Regions from separate parts of the Mus musculus genome. Here all the other regions are linked to region 1. A link is a contact called in public HiChIP or PLAC-seq data. All regions are on one chromosome and are shown on one strand. The core of a region is the stretch at or near the end of the contact, and the rest is flanking DNA. Distances in the headings are between cores, read along the strand shown. Region 1 overlaps Hspa4 (heat shock protein 4). Region 2 overlaps Shroom1 (shroom family member 1). Region 3 holds the start of Uqcrq (ubiquinol-cytochrome c reductase, complex III subunit VII).

Evidence for each region. HiChIP or PLAC-seq counts read pairs in DNA pulled down with a chosen protein or histone mark.
Region 2: a contact with region 1 is called in an H3K4me3 HiChIP or PLAC-seq map of embryonic stem cells, with 2.2 times the contacts expected there. The contact joins two enhancer-like sites. A contact is called at or near these places in 8 of 39 promoter capture datasets (the C10 cell line, cranial neural crest, embryonic stem cells and 4 more), 2 of 484 Hi-C or Micro-C datasets (embryonic stem cells and uterus), 4 of 115 datasets of contacts at active chromatin or transcription factors (embryonic stem cells and stem cell-derived neural progenitor cells) and 4 of 9 other capture datasets (adipose tissue, embryonic stem cells, liver and 1 more).
Region 3: a contact with region 1 is called in an H3K27ac HiChIP or PLAC-seq map of embryonic stem cells, with 5 times the contacts expected there. The contact joins the promoter of Uqcrq here to the enhancer-like site in region 1. A contact is called at or near these places in 1 of 39 promoter capture datasets (embryonic stem cells), 1 of 15 datasets of contacts at CTCF or cohesin (the G1E-ER4 cell line), 3 of 484 Hi-C or Micro-C datasets (the G1E-ER4 cell line and the HL-1 cell line), 12 of 115 datasets of contacts at active chromatin or transcription factors (CD8 T cells, embryonic stem cells, epiblast stem cells and 2 more) and 4 of 9 other capture datasets (adipose tissue, embryonic stem cells, liver and 1 more).

The regions. Positions count from the first base shown.
Region 1 is chr11:53,259,290-53,262,353 of GRCm38.p6, reverse strand. Hspa4 (heat shock protein 4) reads left to right here. Exons shown (of 19, transcript NM_008300.3): 18 at 1-90; 19 at 539-2,540. The coding sequence ends at 742. Among named protein-coding and RNA genes, the nearest start is that of Hspa4, 40 kb to the left of the region's middle. Within about 2 kb of position 1,548, at least 19 of the 459 cell types and tissues checked have an H3K27ac peak or open chromatin away from gene starts, as enhancers often do. A contact at or near this core is called in embryonic stem cells, where this site is marked.
Region 2 is chr11:53,465,308-53,468,371 of GRCm38.p6, reverse strand. It overlaps Shroom1 (shroom family member 1), which reads right to left. Exons shown (of 8, transcript NM_027917.3): 4 at 3,064; 5 at 2,328-2,876; 6 at 2,116-2,248; 7 at 1,722-1,994; 8 at 606-1,609. The coding sequence ends at 1,277. Among named protein-coding and RNA genes, the nearest start is that of Shroom1, 9.6 kb to the right of the region's middle. Within about 2 kb of position 1,616, at least 46 of the 459 cell types and tissues checked have an H3K27ac peak or open chromatin away from gene starts, as enhancers often do. A contact at or near this core is called in embryonic stem cells, where this site is marked.
Region 3 is chr11:53,429,183-53,432,246 of GRCm38.p6, reverse strand. It overlaps Uqcrq (ubiquinol-cytochrome c reductase, complex III subunit VII), which reads left to right and starts at 1,416. Exons shown (of 2, transcript NM_025352.3): 1 at 1,416-1,711. The coding sequence starts at 1,558. It also overlaps a transcript of Gdf9 not described here.

The DNA.
Region 1 (3,064 bases), core at 299-2,798:
TGGATGAATAGCAAGCTTAACCTGCAGAACAAACAGAGCCTGACGGTGGATCCAGTTGTCAAGACAAAGGAGATTGAAGCTAAAATTAAGGTAGTTCTTGCCCTTGTGTACTCTCTCTCCTCCCCCCCCCCTCTTTTTCTTCCTTCCTTCCTTCCTTCCTTCCTTCCTTCCTTCCTTCCTCCCTCCCTCCCTCCCTCCCTCTCTCCCTCTCTCTCTCTCTCTCTCTCTCTCTCTCTCTCTCTCTCTTTCTTTCTTTTTTTTTTTTTTGAGACAGGGTTTCTCTGTATAGCCCTGGCTCTCCTAGAACTCACTCTGTAGACCAGGCTGGCCTTGAACTCAGAAATCCATCTGCCTCTGTCTCTCTGCCTCTGCCTGAATTAAAGGCGTGTGCCACCATGCCGGGCCCTGGACATTTCTTAGCAGCTCTTTGTTATTAACAGTTGGGATTTCATTATGGCTTAGGTATTGGGGTTTACTTAGCATGTCATATAAAATTTGTTTCATTTATAAGAAACTATAGTTTTCTTTACCATTCTAGGAGCTGACAAGTATTTGCAGTCCTATAATTTCAAAACCCAAACCCAAAGTGGAACCCCCAAAGGAGGAACCAAAACATGCTGAGCAGAATGGACCAGTGGATGGCCAAGGAGACAACCCAGGCTCCCAGGCTGCTGAGCACGGTGCAGACACAGCTGTGCCTTCTGATGGCGACAAGAAGCTTCCTGAGATGGACATTGATTGATTCCAACACTTGTTTATATTAAAACAGACTATTATAAAGCTTTAAGTTGTCAACTTTGTTCTGAATATCAACTAGAGCAAGCAAATACTGGAGATTTCTTAGTCAGTTTTTAGGGGACCTCGGGGGTGGGGTATATAGGTAATATACAGAGCATTTTGACTTCTAAATAGTTAGATCCAGAGATGAAGTGCACTGTTCTCTCTTCATTACGGTCCTGTTTAAGAGCCCAGCTAGTCTATCTGAGCTCTCGCCTCCATCCTTGTTTTAATCATGCTTCTACAAGGTGAAGTGTGTTTGGGGAAACTGAGCTCTAACAAAAGCCGCGACAGCCACCAGGCAGGCTTTTCCTTATACATGACAGAAGTTCGTATTACGCCTTGGAAGGTCTAGGTGGAGATCACCACCAGCATTCTCTGCCTGTGGGGTTGTGGGGCTGGTGCTTTCTCCATTTCTGAGGGTCAGGATGGCCAAGCATGGATTAACACTAGGAGAGTGCAGAGCGCAGCAGAGCCTGCTCTCATCCCTCTATCCCCAGCCCAGTCTTCCTCCTCCATCCTTAAGCAGTATAAATGCTATGTGCCCTCTTCACTTAGAGCGAGCTTTAGTGTGTCAAGGGACTCTGCTTTCCTGTACTTCCTAAAAGTACATTCACTAATACTGAAGCATCAAAGTGTAGTTTAACCTTAAGGTTGGGTTGTAAATAACACAGTTGGGTGTAGGCATGGTAAATCTGAGCAGTCCATCCTTAGTATGGTGGAAAGATTTGTACCCTGACCCGCTCGAGTGGTGGTAGATGTATGTAAATTAGAAGTTTGAATGGGACAGGATGAGAGTTCGAGGCTCTTTGTTTGGTATCTTTTGTGTTAATGTGTCTTGAATCTGCCAATCTGTATGTTAAAACAGCTGACAGATTGTAAAGCTATTGCACTGCGTTGCCCTGGACAAGTCTGAAATTGGTATAAAAGACAAGGTGCCCAAGGTCACAAGAACACCTCATTGCCGACTGAAGCCAGTGTCAGGGCACCACATACTCCTGGGGCCAGTCTACAGGAAAGAGATGTTCTGCAAACAAGGGTGGATGCCTGCAGTAGAGGTCAGAGCTGGTTACCTGCCTTAGTTACAAGTGTCGGTTATGTTCTGGGTCTTTGTAATCGCTGATCTCTGTAACAGAGCCTCTGTTTATTTTTGCTTGTTGGAAATAGGGTTCAACCATGCATAGTTAGAATCACTATGCATCTGTCTGTCCACACAGGAAGTGCTATAGCTCTCAAGTGCTCTAGAGGCAGTTGGAAAGGAAGGAATGCATGCTTATGTGAGCAGCTGGACTCCCGCTCAGTACAGGCCTGGAACCCCAGGCCAAATGTATGCTCTGCTTCCTTGAGTGCTGTAAGAGTTCCCACTGGCCTTGCTCTGAGGCCAAGAGCTTTTTCAAATGCAGGCTGCAGGATTAAGCCAGCTCTTATGCAACTGACTGTCCTTAATGAAGAACTCATAAACATTTGTGTGTGGGGGTGGGGGTGGGAGGGTTTGGGTGCTGGGATGGGGGTGAATTTGAAGTTTAAGATTAAAAGCTAGAAATCAGATGGTCTGCTTCTGCTATGTCTGTAGACCGATTGGATGTATGTGGAGGCTGGCCAGATGGCAACTGATGACTTGTGTGCAAACAAGTGTTTATCCGGGTTGCATTATCCAAACTGGTTTGTTAAAAACTCTAGGTCACATTCTTACACTAAGAAAAACAGTTAACATGAGACAAAGTTTAGGAAAAACTAATAAAAGAAACCTGTCTTAACTTGAATGGTTTTCTTAATTTTCTTAAGTGGGCTGTTTGTGTGTGTGTGTGTGTGTGTGTGTGTGTGTGTGTGTAGGGGACTTACTTGAGTAGTTATATATGTGGGTGGGTGGGTAGGGGCAGGCTGGGGGAGACTGTCAACAGAATAAGCTGGCCTGAATGCAGTCCATCATCCTGCCTTAGCTGCTTGCCTGTGTGCTTATTTTGGAGCCCTCTGCCCCTGAGAATAGCAATCCAGTGTTCTTGGTATAGTAATCTTCTGCGAGGCTGGCCTTTAGATTTGATGGTAGAAGGTAGATGGCACAGAGTATTAACATAAGTGCCAGGACTGAGTAGGGCCAGAATCTGCTAGGAACTGATGCCTGGCTAGTTGGGGACATGCCCTGTGGTGAGGCAATAGGGTTGAAGTAGTGAGCCCTTTACTGCCATGGCATGGGTCCTATGTAGGGAGAAGTCAGACGCTGGTTGGTTGAAACTCACCTTTATGGACCATGCTGGCCTCAGATTCAGATCTGCTTGCTGCTGCCTCC
Region 2 (3,064 bases), core at 367-2,866, 210 kb before region 1:
TGGAGTTTGTCAATCTCACACACACACACACACACACACACACACACAGAGAGAGAGAGAGAGAGAGAGAGAGAGAGAGAGAGAGAGAGAGTGTTAGTTTCCCTTGTCGGCTGCAGGCAATGCATGCTCCTCTTAGAGAGTTTATTAGAATATAAAATGCAATGCTTGTTTATACCTTAAGCTTCTTCTCTCTTGACCCTCCTGCCTCCCACCAACTCTGACAGAGGGACTCGCCATCACACGGGAGTGTGCAGGGTTTATAATCCTTCCTCATGCTTTTTTTTTTTTTTTTTTTTTTGGTTTTGTTCTTTGGTTTTTTTGTTTTTGTTGTTGTTGTTTTTGTTTGTTTGTTTGTTTTTGTTTTGTTTTATGAGACAGGGTTTTTCTGTGTAGCCCTGGCTGTCCTGGAACTCACTCTGTAGACCAGGCTGGCCTTGAACTCAGAGATCTGCCTGCCTCTGCCTCCCAAGTGCTGGGATTAAAGGCGTGCACCACTACGCCCGGCTTGTGCTTTGTTTTTGTGGTCGCTCTATGAGGGCTTGAACCCAGACTCTCACACATGGCAAGCAAGCACTCTACAGCTCTATCTGTAGCCCTCTCTTTAAGTTACTTTTATATTTATTTGTTTATTTAGGGGTGTTGTGCCTGCATGTATGTCTGTGCATTACCTGTGTGCAAACCAGAGAGTGTCAGATTCCCTGGAACTGGAGTTACAGACGGGTGTGGGCCATATACCATAGATGCGTGAAATAAAACCCAGGTCCTCTGGCAGAACAGCACGTGATCTTAACTGCTGGTCCATCTCTTCACACACACACACACCCCCAACCCTGTATCCCCAACTCCCACCCCTGCAGACTTCTTTTTTCTGTCTTTTGTGGAGGCAGACCTCCCCCAACCCTGTATACCTAACCCGAAACCCTGCAGCCCTCTTTTTACGTCTTATTTTGAGGGAGAGTCTCCTAAGTTGTCCAGGCTGGCTTTGAGTTCCCTTTGTAGCCCGGATAGACCTTACACTTGAAATCTTCAGCTTCCCATATAGCGGGGAGTACAGCTACACCACCAGGCCAGGCTTTGAATACTGCAGTTTTTACGACCCACAAATTCCCAAAGAATTACAAACTTGAATAAGGTCACAGGAGAACACCGTGGGAAGATGTGTCCTAGGAAGGCCTGGTCTGACTCCTCCCTACTCCCTCAAGGGAAAGCTCTCTATAAAGCATCGCCCCAGTTGTGGGTGAGCCTGGGACAATGTTCCCACCTCCGCTACATGTAACTAGATAAGGGTAGCAAGAAAAGGTTGTTTGTTTAGAGGACGGATTGCTGGGGCCCAGGTCAGTCTGGGAGAAAGGGGATGATGGCTGAGGTCGCTCCAGATAGTGTCCAGTTGGTCCTTAAGGAACCGGATTCGATCGTCCAGGCTGCGCTGCTGTGACAGGATCCTGGCCTTGGAGGCCAGCAGCACACAATAGGAGCGCAGATGCTCTGCGGGCAGCTCCCGCTCCAACACCTGACGCAGGGTTTGCTCCCGCCGAGCCACGTGCTCCTTCAGCTCCTTAGCTTCTTCTTGCTGTCGCTGCAGAAGTTGGAGTCGCTGCAGCAGAGAGGCCTGGAACCACCGGGAGAGGGCGCAGTGAACACCGTTGCTTCCCGGATGATCCGGGCGGTAGAAGGAAGGCCCCTCCAAACCCTGCTCTTCCCCCAACCTCAACCTATTTTACCCTCTCATCAGGGTCGCTGTTTGAGCCCGCCCTAGCCAAGGCGAGGTTTACACGGACCAGGCGACTGCCTAGCAGCAGCAGCAGACCAAGCACACGCTCTAGATCAGTCATGAACCGGCGGAACCGTTCCAGCTCCCGGGGTGTACAGGCCTGGCTCACAGCAGCCTCTAGAGCTCCGTTGCGTTGGGTCCAGTCTGCGGCGGTCCCCCGCAGTCGCTCCTGCTCAGCGTGAAGATCCTGCAGCATCTTTTGGAGGAGGCGGGCTAGTTCCACCTACCGGGAGGGCCTAAGTATTCAAAAACTGGGCCAAGTCTGGATTTCTCCAACCAGACACTAAGCCGCGGCCCCACCCAGCTTCCATCCCCCTACCCACCCCACCCCTTCCCCCACTCACTTTCTTGGCCTGGGTGCTGTTTCCTTCTGGGAATTCCTGGCCACTTGATTGGTCAGGGTCGGGGGTAGAGTTTTCAGACCTTGATGCCTCTTGGGAAGTCTGCAGGTCCTGCGTGAGGTGGTGTCCACAAGACCTGAGGACAAAGCCAAAGTTCTCTGAATCTTTCTGCCTTAGACTGCAGATACTCAGAATCAGGAGTCCTTAATGCTCACCCTTCCTCCGATGCGCCAGCAGCCTTCTCTCCCATCTCCTCAAGGGCTGGCCTCATCGCACTTCGGATCTCTTCGACAGGAAAAAGCCCATCCAGCAGGCCCTGCGGTGGCTCTGGACCGGGCTGGGCGGCAAGAGTACGGCTCAAAGAGGGATCCAGTCTGGCCAGCTCTTGAACCAGCGCCTCAAAATGCCGACTAGGCCAAGTAGTCTTGGAATCAAACTGGCCCCAAGTCAGGGAAGTGTGGTGAGGGGACCCTGGAGTCTCAGAGTCTGAAGGTCTCAAGACATCGACTGGGGGAGGCTTGAGGGGTTTTTTCTCTGTAGCTGCAGAGGGGTCAGTGGTCCCATTAGTGTCAAAGGTTGGGATGTCGTCATTTGTAGTCTCTGGAATGCTTGTGGGTCTGGAGAGATCCACAGAGCCGTTCACCGCTTGCCCACAGTCCTCTGTACCCGTGATCCCTGGAGTCTCATGGAGGGGTCTCTCTGCTGAAACTGCAATCTGACCAGCTTTTTTGCTTAAGTCGTTTTCATACTGCCGGTAGGAGGTGCTGGAAGTAGACGGGATACTGAATCAGAAAAGGCTCTGGTGCAGACAAGAGCTCAAGGTCTGGCTGCTTGCCGCCATCCCCCAACACCTGGGCATTACCTGAGAGAGTTCCCAGCCCTTTGGCATTTTTTAGATGTATATGTGTTAGGAGAGTGTCTCTCTGTGTTTGGACACAGGAAGGGATTCACC
Region 3 (3,064 bases), core at 167-2,666, 170 kb before region 1:
TTTAAAATGTAGTGACAGTACAATATCCTGATGCCCTTGTTTTGGTCTACAATTCACTTGACTATACTTTGGTTGAAAAATCTTGAGACATCAGCAAATGCAATTAAATAGACATCGTATTTATTCTTTAACCAACCACCCAGATGGCAGAAATCAGGACAGTGTTTTAGTCCTTGATTAAAGTATTTGTGTCCCGGCCTTGGAGGTGAGATCAAGCTAGATAATGTTTAAGGAAAATGGGGGCAGGGTGGAGGTGGGGGGGAGAATGTGCAGGTGCACCATGAAAGGCTATCTAGCACCCCTTGGAAGGAGACTATCTCTTGGGAGAAAGTCAAAACACACTAATGACACAGGATAAAAAAAAAATCAGTTTGCCCAGCACCAGATAGATAAGGCTGAAGTACTCTTGCAAAACTGAAGCTCACCGCCAAACTGCCCCAGTTTGATTGCCAGATTATTTACAGCCAGTTAACCCATTTACAGCCACTGAGAGGAGGAGAAAGGGCGGTGAGTCCCACAGGATAATATTAGCTAGGAGAATGAATGCACTTTAGAGAAAACATAACAGTTCCTTAGAGAGTGGGGTCTGGGTTTGATGACACACTCAGCCCAAACCCACCACTTTCTCCTTGGCTCCCATCACCACTATGTGCGTCTGACAACTGCCACACTCGTTCGTGGCTGAACTGGGAGAAACGTTTATGTCACATCTTGGACAAGTCTACAGCCTGCCAGTGGCTTGCTAGGCAGTGTGTACCAAAGCTCTAGATCCGTGTCCTTAATTTTGTACTGTGGTCAGTGAAGGCCCTTTTGGTTATGAGGACCACATATACCTGGTGGAGAGTAAGGGACAGCAGAAGAACGAGGAGAACAAGTCTTTTTGTTTTTTCTTTTTAATTTTTGAGCAGCTGCCGGCTGTTATGCAAAGGCCTGGTACTGAGCGGAAAGGACCGCCTCTTGGAACACCCAGGTGCTCCTAAGCCACGCCCATCACCCTAATCCGCGCCCCATGCACCTATAGGCCCCGCCCCGTGCACCTCTCGACGGGGGACCTTACGGACGTATCCACCTAAGATCCCCAGGGTGGCTAATAAGCCCCGCCCACTTGCTTGGCACCCCTCCCACCAAGCCACCATTCCTCTTCAAGCCCCGCCCCTTGGCAACATCAACCTCTCCCGTGCGTTCACTACTTACCGTAAGCCCACAAGCACCTCTATAAGCCCCACCCACGTGTCGCTAGAAGCGCCTCTAAGCTCCGCCCAGCCCTCTTGGTACTGGTCCTTTCCGGCTACACGAAGGTCAGGCCACGCCCACTCAGGTCAACTGACAATTTTTTTTTTGAGTCTCCCCCTTGAGATCGAAAGAAAATGGTAGTTCCCGGAAATGACTTCACGTTCTCTAGGCTCGGCTTCCGCTCCTCCCGGAAGTGACGGGCGAAAGCCGGCTCAGAGCTCTGGAGGTAGAGGTGACCGATCCTGGGGGTCGGTGTTAGGCCGTGGGAGGTTTTTCGCGAGACTGAGCCACGCGTCTATCTTCTGTCCCAGGGCCGCCGTCACCATGGGCCGCGAGTTTGGGAACCTGGCGCGGATACGGCACGTGATCTCCTACAGCTTGTCGCCCTTTGAGCAGCGCGCCTTCCCAAGCTATTTCAGCAAAGGCATCCCCAACGTGCTGCGCCGCACTCGCGAGCGCATCCTGCGCGTGGCGCCGCGTGAGTGCGGGGCGGGCGGGGTACAGCCGCGCACCTCTCCTTCCGACGCCCTCGCGGGGCAGACGTGGAGGAGTTCTTATCATATCGAAATGACTGGCCTAAGGTCACTTGGGTGACTCCAACGGCTCCCTCTGAGGTCATCGCTGGCCACTATCTGTGATGAAAGGCTGATGCAATCAGTGTCTTGTGTTAGATGTGCGGCCGATTTTGCTGTCGGTTTCATGGCATTGTGAATATCCGTGAAGGTGCACTTAAATTTGATGGAGAGGTTGAGGCCCGATCTTGCTGTAGAAGCCAGGCTGGCCTTAAACTTGAGATTTTACTGCCCTCTCCTCGGGACTGTTGGCTGGAATTGTAGGCATGCGCCAGCACAACAGTACTTTTTAAAATGGTGAAGATTATGTTAGGTAAATTCCGTGATTTTTTTTTTTTTAATTTGGTGTTAACTAGGAAAGCGAAGGCCACATCTTCCTGGGCTGATATCTTTGTTTTGGTTGCTTATAAAATGGTTGTGTACTATAACCATTTTGAACCTCTTATTAAAAGTAGTTTCTGGTCATAATGGTGTCTACATTTAATCCCCAGCAATCCTGAGACAGAAGCAGGTGGATCTATGTAGTTTTGAGGGAGTTCTAGACCAGCAAGGGCCTTATACTGTGAGCTTGTCTTAATACAGCAACAGAAACTTAGGGCTGGGGATGGTTCAACATCTTTCCTGCTCTTTCAGAAGATCCAGATTCCATTCCTAGCACCCATATGGTGGCTTACAATCATCTGTGACTTAAGTCCTGAGGGATTTGCCATTCTCTTACTCCCTTAGTCACCTCGGTATGCCCTGAGCCACAGCACGCACGCATGCCTTTAATCCCAGTGCTTAGGAGGCAGAGGCAGGCAGATCCCTGAGTTCATGGACAGCCAGGCTTACACAGAGAAAGAAACCCTTTCTCCAAAACCAAACAAACAGTTGAAGCTAGGGACAGTAGAAGGACAGGCAGAATTGGTTGAAAGTCAGAAAGGAGGACATGGACTGACAGAGGTGGGTGGATCTCTTGTTTGAGGTCTGTCTGTCCACTCAAGGAGGCCATATCAAAAAAGGAAAAAAAAAAAAAAAAGCCAGAGAGCTGGGGCACTGGTGGTTGTGGTACAGGTGCCTGTTCATGTAAATGACCCAGTGTGGTTCCTCCCAGCACCCACATGGTGGCTCACAGCCATCTATATAACTCCAGTTCCAGGGCACCTAACATCTTCTTGCCCCCAGGGAGCTACATGCATATGTATGATCAGACATGCATGTAAACCCCTCCCCCCCCCACACACACAATAATAATAAAATAGAAACTTTTTAAAATGTCT